Linked DNA regions of Sus scrofa: region 1 is linked to region 2. A link is a contact called in public Hi-C data. All regions are on one chromosome and are shown on one strand. Each heading gives the region's core, a stretch centred on a gene start, on an enhancer-like site or on the middle of the called end of the contact. The rest is flanking DNA. Distances are from core to core; before and after follow the strand shown. Region 1 holds the start of HMGN1 (non-histone chromosomal protein HMG-14). Region 2 holds the start of PSMG1 (proteasome assembly chaperone 1).

What was found. A called contact is a pair of places that touch in the nucleus more often than the background predicts.
Region 1: a contact with region 2 is called in a Hi-C map of liver, with 3 times the contacts expected there. The contact joins the promoter of HMGN1 here to the promoter of PSMG1 in region 2. A contact is called at or near these places in 2 of 5 promoter capture datasets (fetal liver and liver) and 1 of 47 Hi-C or Micro-C datasets (liver).

The regions. Positions count from the first base shown.
Region 1 is chr13:202,942,206-202,947,184 of Sscrofa11.1, reverse strand. It overlaps HMGN1 (non-histone chromosomal protein HMG-14), which reads left to right and starts at 3,689. Exons shown (of 7, transcript XM_021070990.1): 1 at 3,689-3,726; 2 at 3,884-4,004; 3 at 4,322-4,354; 4 at 4,440-4,469; 5 at 4,552-4,602. The coding sequence starts at 3,990.
Region 2 is chr13:202,772,868-202,778,104 of Sscrofa11.1, reverse strand. It overlaps PSMG1 (proteasome assembly chaperone 1), which reads left to right and starts at 2,506. Exons shown (of 7, transcript NM_001244457.1): 1 at 2,506-2,681; 2 at 3,894-4,000; 3 at 4,873-5,024. The coding sequence starts at 2,548. BRWD1 (bromodomain and WD repeat-containing protein 1) reads left to right here. Exons shown (of 42, transcript XM_021070988.1): 42 at 1-2,065.

The DNA of each region.
Region 1 (4,979 bases), core at 2,440-4,939, 170 kb before region 2:
CGGCTACAGCTCCGATTAGACCCCTAGCCTGGGACCCTCCATATGCCGTGGGTGCGGCCCTAGGAAAGGCAAAAGACAAAAAAATAAATAAATAAAATAAAAATAAAAAATGGAATGTACAAATGAGATCACACAGCATTGGGTACTGACATCTTTCTTGCAACATTGTGCTGGTGAGGGCACATCTTATGTGGAATTTCAGACAGGTCTTTCTTTTTTCTCTTTTTGTCTTCTTATAGGCCTGCACCCACGGCATATGGGGGTTCCCAGGCTAGGGTCAAATCGGGGCTGCAGCTGCCGGCCTACGCCAGAGCCACAGCAACACGGGATCCAAGCCATGCCTTCGACCTACACCACAGCTCACGGCAACGCCGGATCCTTAATCCACTGAGTGAGGCCAGAGATCAGACATGCATCCTCACGGAGCCTGGTCAGGTTCTTTTCCACTGAGCCGTGACGGGAACTCCCAACAGCTATTTCTCACTGCTGATAGCGTTCCATTTACCCATTCTCCTGATGGTGGGCATTTCAGTTGCTGCCCATCTGGGCCTGTTAAATAGTTCAGCTGTGAATATTCTACTTCACGTCTTCTGGTGAACAGGGGTGAGCTCTTTTTTTTGACAGGAAAGTAGGATTTATTGTTGTGCCTGAGTCAAGAGGGGACAGTGCCAAGGCTCTCATGAGTGAGGGCCTGTCATTTGTCCAGAGGGCCACAATCAGGGATGTATTTGACCCCACAGCCACCGGGGATGCGCTGCTTTTCTGCCACTGTGTTTTCAAATTCATCCACATTACATAATCGCCACTTCTTGGAGGTACAGATCTTCTGGCAGCCAGGGAACTTGAACCTGGCTCTGCGCTGGGCCTCGGTCACATGCTCCTTGTTCTGCTGCTGGGTGCAGATGGCCATGATGACTGGGCCCGGGTGTTCCCTGGCCACTGGGCCCCGGGGCTTTTCAAAGGCACCGGCATACCCATCTGGAACCCGGACTGGGGACAGCATGCCAGACAGGAACGTCCACTAGAAAGGACTTTCTCCAAGATCCCCTAGGGCAACCCACAGAGGCAACAGGGTACACATGCTACGAAGGAGGCTGCTGTTTGCAGCCATCCACACGGGGCCCCCACGGGGAAAAGGGCACAGCCAGCTTCACTGGCTGCAACAGATGTATTTTTGTTGGGTATGTTTCTAGGAGCGGAATTACTGAGTCACAGAGTGTCTGTTTAGCATTAAAACATACTACTGGTTTTCCTGCTGCGTTCTGGTTGCTCCAACTGGCTTGTGCTGGCAACTGTAAAAAAAAAAAAAATCTCAAGCAAAGCAAATATCTGCAGGTCACCAGTTTGTTACCTCTGGCCTAGCGCATCCCTGATTCTTACAGGAAAAGGATCTTCAAGGGGTCATTTCGGATTTCAGCTCATCATTTCTTGAATGAGGACCTTGCAATGCCTCCCACTCCTTGGCTAATGGCCAAAGTCCTTAGCCCAGCATCAGATGCTTTCTGCAGGCTGCCTTATTTTTCTGCCTCTTTTCTCTAATCTTCACTGCCCACTGTCCACATGCCCATCCCTGGCACTCTGAGGGCCCTGCAGGGTTCTGCCAAGTCTGCATGTCTTGGGATGTGCTGTCCCCCTGCCTGAGGCTTCCCCTCTGCTTTTACCAGGTCAGGCCAATTTGCGTAGTTTCTCTCTCTACTAAACTACCACCTGGAGTCCTTGGGTAAGTGTCCTATCTGCAGTCAAGGACCATCACCGACTGGCATGGGACAGGTGCTCAGTACACGTTTGCGCCACAAACTTGCAGACTCTCTGATGTTATTTTTTTTGTCTTTTGTCTTTTTAGGGCCGCACCTGCAGCATATGGAGGTTCCCGGGCTAAGGGTCCAATCGGAGCTGTTGCTGCCAGCCTATGCCAGAGCCACAGCAACACCAAATCCGAGCCGCGTCTGTGACATACACCACAGCTCACGTCAACGCTGGATCCTCAACCCACTGAGCGAGGCCAGGGATCCAACCCGTAACCTCATGGATCCTTGTCAGATTCGTCTCCGCTGCACCACGACGGGAACTCCTGATGTTATTCATTTTTAATGCAAATAGGAGAGGAAAAAAAGAAAAAGGATAACTTTTTCATCTTACTCTGCTTCCCCCCAATAGTTTTCTCCAGAGGCAACCACTAGCCTCATGTTCTTGGTCATCTTCCTGAGATACACAATGAATGTATAACTTTATATTCAATAGCTGCTACCGAGAAAATAAGGCGAGAACTGGAAATGGGGAGTTGCAATTGTAAATTGAAAGGTCAGGAAAGGCCTCAACAAGAGGGTGACATTTGTGCATGGACCCAGAGGAGGAGAGCACTGGTCTGAGGCAGAGCATGGAGCAGAGGGACAGCAGGTGATTAGGCCTGAAGCAGGAGCTGCCCAGCCTATTTGAGGCTGGGAGGTGACACGGGGTAAGCAGTGGTGAAAGTCGTTTGAAGCGGGCCAGAGTGCAGAGATCTTTATAAACCACCCTTAAGAACTTTAGACTTTCTTCGGTGAGAAGGGAAGGCATTAGTTATTGATCAGGAGTTAAGAGACTGACTAGGGACTTTCAAAATCCACTTCTTGGGTAAAGAGCGGCCTCATTCTTTTCCGCAGTGGCTCATTATTCCACTAGGCGAAAGCGTCATAGCTTATCCGGGCGTCTCAAATGATGGACATTTGGTCTGTTTCCAATCTTTCTGACTCAAAAGTACTCCAGTGTTTCTTCCTCCCCAAGAATTAATTCCAGCTGACAATTTTCCGATTAAGAGCTTTTTTTACAGTAATCAATCTGCCCTTTTAAACATAATTTTCTTTTGGTTACTTGTGATCTCACTGGTTCCGAGGTTTCCAGCTCAGATCCCCAGCCAGAAGCTCTTTTTCTATCTCGGAAAGATGCTTAGGTGAGCAACTGGTTAAAACGGGCACGAGCTGGATGGCCCTACTCCGCACTTCACTTCTGTGCAGGAGGGACCGGCCGGCCCAGAGAGCGGTTTCGAGTCCTGGGGCCGGCAGCCTCCGGGACTCAGGAGCCCACTAGCCTCCTGAGACGAACCGCCAGCACCCCCAGCCCCTAAGGGAACGGATAACCTAAAAGAAACTGCACAGAAACAGCTGACCACGAGCAACCCAGCAGGGTAGCAGGGCCGCGACTCCAGGGACGTCGCAAAAACCCGCGCCTGCGCAGTGCAGCCCCGCGCCGACTTTCCTTCCCACGACCTCCCCTTCCGCGCCTGCGCACTAGAATCCGCCTCCTGCAGGCCAGCGAGGCTGAAGACCTATTAGCCTTTCTTACCAACTGAGGTGGAAGAAGTTGGTTCATATTTGAACGTGTTATCTCTTCCTTCCCAGTCTGTGAGACTAACTAAAACCCTTCCAACCCAATTCACCCTACAGGAAAGGGACTTGATCCCCGGGCTTTCTTGGCTCTGGCTGGCGCCCAGGTAGCCAGGGGGGTTGTGGGCGGGCTCACCCGGAGACCACGTGGCGGGCCTCAGCCAATCGGCGCTCAGACCGCACTTTGCGGCTCGGCTTCAAACAAACTACCGTGAGGCGAGGGCGGCCCGTGGGGCCCCGCCCCCTCGCCTGGGTCTGGGGCCCCGCGAGACGGCGGGCGGGGTGGGGGCGCCGAGAGCGGGGGCGGGGCGCAGTGGTCGAGTGACGGCCGGCCTCACCTATTCCGGGCGCTGGCCGCGGCACGGTGGGCCCCGCAGCCAATGGGCGTGGGTGGGGGCGGGGGGCGGCCCGGCTGGAGGGGAGGGGGAGCCTGCGGCCGGGGGATGCGGGGGGAGGAGGGGGCGGGCTCCCAATCCGGTTCCATCCGGTTCTCCCACCGCCCCCGCCGCGGGTCCCAGCAGCTCCGGCGGCGGGAGGAGCGGCAGCGGCCAGGCAGCCCAGATTCGCGAAGGCTCTCGGCGCGCCGCGGACCGCAGGCACCCGGCACGCGCCCGCGCCCTCGCCACGATGCCCAAGAGGAAGGTGAGCGGCGGCCGCGGCCCGCACACGCCCCCTCCGCCGCCCGGCCGCGGCGCCCAGCCAGGCAGGCCCAGGCCCCGCCGCGCCCTCGGCGGCGCTGGGCCCGGGAGGCGCCGCGGGCCGGCGGAGGGCGGGCGCGCACCGGCATGGGGCGCGCGGTTCCGGAACGTTCGGCGGCCCGCGGAGCCGGGTGGGAGATTCGAACGCGGCGGCGGGAAGCCGCTGACGTCACGCGGCCGGGTATTGTTCTCGCGGGCGCAGGGCGCGCGGGCACTTTTGTTTGCGGGCTGCGCCCACTCGCTGTCTGCTTCCTCCCGCAGGTCAGCTCCGCCGAGGGGGCGGCAAAGGAGGAGGTAAGAGCCCCCCGCCTGTCCCGGGGTGGGTTCGGTTCGCCCCGCGTCCCGTGCGTCTTACTCATTCTGCTTTTCTTTCCCGAAGCCCAAGAGGAGATCGGCGAGGTTGTCAGCTGTAAGTAAAGTGAGCCCCCTAACCTTCCTTTTCCGTGGGATCCTAGCGCGGGAAGAAACTCAGTGCTACCTTTGCCTTTCAGAAACCTGCTCCTGCAAAAGTGGAAGCGAAGCCAAAAAAGGCGGCAGGAAAGGTAGGTTTCCAACTTCAACCCTAAGAGACCGTGGTGTCTTCGAAATGCCGCGGTGCTACCTTAACGCACGTTGCCGGCGGCGGCCAAGACCTTGACTTTGAGTATCAAAATTGTCTACAGTTTGACGTCATAATCTCCTGGAAAGTCGGGATTTGACCACGTTTAGCACTGTGATTTAAGGTTTTTATAATATGAGTAAAGAACATTTTTCCGGCCTGGGTAAGATATGGTGGATGTAGTGATTATCCCGGTTAATGGAGATAGAATGTATCACAGTAATGCTGCTGCAGAATTTGGGAAACTTAAGACGGCCGCAAATACTGGGAGACTAACTTTGGCTTTCCAGGGAAATCCATTCTTTGTGTTGTGCTCCTTAT
Region 2 (5,237 bases), core at 1,257-3,756:
ACCTTCACGTAGCAGCATTTACAGAGATGCCAAAATGTGCCTCATTATGAGGCAGGTATACGTTTTCATCAGTCAGAAAACACAAAGTCTAGACTAAGATCAAAACGGTCGTATTTTTAGATGATACAGTCACACCCTCTTAAGTTTCTCGACAGCACCTTAAAAGAGCTTTATGAATACTTTTGAGCAAATTAATCACAGTCTCATCACAACAATGGCAGCGTGTCTGGACTCTCTCACTGTGGCCTTCACGAGCTTTAGGAAATCTGGTCTTGCTACTATAAAGAACTTCTTCGCAACGAGGTTTAATTTGTTGTTAATAGGTATTTGTTGAAATTAAAGTCACCACACTTAAGTGAACGCACTGTCAAATATTTTTAATTCAGTAACATGCTATTGGAAAAAATGATTGTTAGAAACAAGTTGTTTTTCCATTTAAAAATATCTGTGAATATTAATATATGATTTGCATGTGTAAATCTGAAAAATTAAAATATAGAAACTTAAGGTTTCTATTCCTTTTTCATTAAAAGACTAATGTAATGCATATTTTTTGGTTATACAGATCAAACAAGTGTCTTGATTACTTGAGAAATTTGTTTGTGGTTGCATGTCTGCTTAAAAAAAGGCTTTTTGTTGTCATTTTCTTTTTCTTAGCCTAAGCCAGAATATTTCTAACCTGCGGAGTCTGTGTTCTTTGCTCTGTTTATAGTATATTTTCATCTGAAATACAGATACCAGTAACTTGTTACTAGTACAGGTGAGAAAGGGAAGAATTCCTAATAAACTGCTAATATTCTTAGGTGCATGGGGTTTGATTTTTGATCTTTAATGAAATGTTTAAACTTATTTCCAGTCCCATATTTACACTTAATTTCATAGAAATTTCTTACTGGGTATGTTATGTCCTCAACAAATGCCATAAAATGAAAATGTTAAAATCTCAGTTAAGACTATTTTATGCAAAATTTTTTGACAGTTTCAGTGACATGAAGAATTCATTTCAAAATTGTAACTCTGCTTTCCCAGTGGTTGGGTATTTAATTTGAACATAGACTTGCCCTATTTAAAGTGCTTGGCCTAAATTGACTGTAACTGCATGAAATAAGCATTTGTTTAAAATTTAACATCCTTGCAAAACTCTCTGAAATGTATGCAGAATTTTAATCATGGTTAAATGTGCTGTCATTATTCTAGTTATCATTTTTGTCAGCTTTCCAGAAATGATTACTTCGTAATGTAACGAAATCCAGTTGAGGCTAAAAAGGAAGTTATTTTATTCCACAAAAGGACTAAGACAAAGTAATACCCAAACTTTTATTCTGCAATTCATTCTATAAAGTCAAATAACCCAGGAGTGTTAATGCAGTTTTAAAATATTGCACAGATAATCTTGCATATTCTAGCTCACTGACTATACCCAAAATTTCCTATTCCTACTAGATAGCAGTTTGGTCTTACTATTTATACTTAGGTGTTCAAATCTTGCCTCACAACTGAAAATACTATTTTGCAGTAAGGTGTAAATCGCTAACCACTGGCTTTATGTAAATGCTTTTGTTGATCATTGTTTCTCCACATCTTAAAAAGAGATGTTTCTAAGCAACATACTTCTGATATTTTTTCATCTCGAGGCTGCCCTCACCCCAAATTAGTACTTAACTTTGTGACTCTTTACTGGCAAGTTTCCAGAATGTAAGCAATGCCCTCTAGTTTCAGCACTAGATAAATGGTGTTTTTTTTTGTTGTTGTTGCAATATTGTATTTTTTCATTTTCATTTAAACTGTGGTACAGTGTCCCTTTTTTTCTTCTGCTTGGACTAGTGCTCCGTGAACTGTTTTCCAGCAAAATTGAGAGAAGAGAACCAGTTCAAAAATAATTACATATCTTGCTTATTAATGAAAGGCTATTTAAAGCGAAAACAAATTTTGTATGAAATAGCCAAGTTTTAGAAATGAAGCAACTATTTTTGCATTCTCATGAAATCTTTTAGATTAGCTCGACAATCATCGGCTTTTGAAATGTGAATTCCTACTGCCAGAGTAAAGGCTCATTTTTACAACACTACGAAGCACTGTATTTCTTCCTGCCCTTCCACCCATCCTCTGTCCGCTGTCCCAAGGAGGCGCCAGGCCAGGGGCCGGCACCTACCTGGGGACAGTCAAGGTTTGAAGCCGGGCGCTTAATAAACCACAGCGCATCCCGTCACTCCTAAGCGAGAAGAAACCGCAGAGCTGCGCAAGGAAAGGCGGTCCGGCTGGCCCGGGTCCCCGGCGCGCTGCCGACTAGGGCGGGGGCGGCCGAGCCCCTCCTCTTCCGCGTGGGTTACCTGCAGGGACAGCGGCCCCGCCCCCCGGCTCGCCTGGCCTTTCTAGCCCGCAGTCGTCCGGTCTCTTGGTGGCTCCGGTTTCCGGGGGCGCGAGCCCCAGGTGGGCCAGGGGGCGTGCCCGCAGCCAGGGGCGGGGCGTGGGCGTGGCCCGCGCAGCGCGCATGCGCGGGGCGCATGCGCTGCCTTGTGGCGCCGCAAGCCGGCCGGGAGGGAGATCATGGCGGCCACGTTCTTCGGCGAGGTGGTGAAGGCGCCTTGCCGAGCCGGGACGGAGGATGAGGAGGAGGAAGAAGAGGGGAGGAGGGAGACGCCCGAGGACAGGGAGGTCCGGCGACAGCTGGCACGAAAGAGGTGAGGTGCTGGGCGCGCCGTCGCAGACGCGGGCCGGGCGGGCGCAGGAGCCGGGGCGGCGCGCAGGCCGCAGGTTGCGGCGGGTCCCGGCGGGTCCGGCCGCGCCAGCTGCGGGTGGGCCTGCGGCGGGCTCTCGCGTTCTTTAAAGGCCTCCTTTAGCAGTGATGCGGCGCGTTTCCTGCGGGCTTGTTAGGTTTTCCAGGGTTGCAGGGCAGTCTTCGTGCCCCAGGAGTGTCGTGTGTTTAGTCCACGGACCTAAGACAACTCTTATTAAAAAATTTATCATCTGCTCCACTCCAGTTAGGTAGCAGGATGTGTCAGTACCAGATGGCTCTGTCTTTTTAAAGAAAGTATTATTTCCAAATACACAGTCATTGGAGAGAATAGTAAAACGCTATTTTACGCCCATCCAATCCCATAAGATTGTGCCACAGTTACTTTCTGTCTCACTAGCCCCAGGTGAGTCCCAGTCACCATGGCCTTTCACCTCTGCATTTTACAGAATGCTTCTCCAACGAGCTAGACATCGTACAGATGCTGTCATCATCCGTAATACTTAACAATACTTTTGATTACTATTTAGTAGCCAGTCCACGATCAGGTTTATCCAGTTGTCTTAGATGTGACATTTTACAGTGTTTCTGTAAATCAGAACCCTGACGCAGCCCACACCTTACATTTGGACGTGTTGTCTCTTGAATTTCCTTTCATGTTAGAGCACCTGCCTTCCTTTTTCACGGTTGCTGAGAGGCTGGTTGTCCTCTAGGATGTCTCACGCTCTAGGTTTGTCTCATTGCTTCTTCTTGGTGTCCTTTGTGCAGATGGGTGTATACCCGCTTTGCCTGTTAAGGAAAGTTCTTTCTAGAGGCTTGGTCAATGCTTTGCTGGCGCGAATGCCTCGGAAGTGGTTTTTGCGGTGTCTTACTTCACGCTGTACCCAGTTATCCCACTTTTAGGGATGCTGAGATGGGTTGATCAGCGGGTCACCTGGACAGCCTGATCTGTCTCATACAGTTAGTTCTCTGTGAATGGTTTTACCTATTAATTATTGTTGCACGAATCCACTGTTTCCTTAGGATTGTAATTATTTTCTTTATAAAGTTAAAGTTTGCATTTTTCTTAACACAAAATCATATTTGTTCCCTTTATGTCACACTCTGATACTGAGTATATTTAAATGGCTTTAGTTGTCTCTCTTGTTCCTTGTGTTAGGGAGGTTCGGCTCCTTCGAAGACAGACAAAAACATCTTTGGACGTTTCTCTGCTAGAAAAATATCCTTGCTCCAAGTTCATAATCGCTATAGGAAATAATGCAGTAGGTAAGTGGAGATGCTACATTGTTTTGTTGAAAGAGCAAAGTCTGACATTATGTCTCTCCAGCATAAAAAGTTTCAGATGTCTGTTACTTTTCTCAAAAAAGTCATAGCAGAGGAAACTTGTATCTGAGTGAAATCTATCCTTGCTCCTGTGACACTTTTTGATGAACTTGGAAGATAAGATTTAAGGGAAATATCCTCGGCTTCGGGAACTTCCAAACTCAAAAAGAGTTTCTAGTGTCCAGGTTTTCTTAGGCTTCTGGGCCAGTTTTGGCCAGACTGGGGGTGGGGGGTGGCGGCATGTGCATGCGGCCCCCAGTTGCAGGGCTCCCTCAAGTGTTTTAAATGAACAGACTCCTTTGAAAACATAATGAGAACTCTAAAAATAACAGAAATAATCATGAGGTTTTTTTTTAGTATTTCATCTCTGGGATCTTGTCGTATATGAATCCGTTTGATAGGTTAAGTCAGAAGGGTGAAGAGTTGAGTTAGAACAGCGCACACCCGCACCTGGGTGATTTAGGGCATTTATGGGCCTGGAGGAGAGATTCTTTGCGCCGGGAGGTACTGCTAGAGCCAGTAGAACAGTACCTGGACTGTTGATGTCAGGTTCTCCTGGCCTGAGGTCTTCGGGTATAGAGTGCGAGAGTGTGGAAGGCCTGTCGCTACGCCTGTCCTCCTGATCTCCCGGCTCAGCGTGTGACCTTTAATTTCTTGAGGCCTCTCCTTTTTCTGGAAAATGCTGGTGTAAGGTTGATGGTCTCAAATGGCTTTTTTAGCTCCAAGGGTCAAGAGTAACTGGAATTTATTTTTCATTGAATAGAAAATGCAACTTGCAGAGCCAAACACTAACTGACTTGAACTGTTTTTCACAGCATTTTTATCATCATTTGTCATGAATTCAGGAGTCTGGGAAGAAGTTGGTTGTGCTAAGCTCTGGAATGAGTGGTGCCGGACAACAGACACTACACATCTGTCCCCAGCGGAGGCTTTTTGTGTGTTTTATCACCTAAAATCGAATCCCTCGGTACGTGTGGCCTAACTCATATGTTTGATAGTTTTTTAGGCATCATTTATGTAGTGTTCATGTGAATTGCACGTTTCTTTATAACTACTTTTGAGCTAAGGAATTCTATGTGTAGGCAGTGCTAGTAACCACTTTTATCTTTAAGTATTAATGTGCAATATACAGTGTGTTGGAAGACCTCTCAGGAAATTTTGAGATGATTTTTTAAGAAAC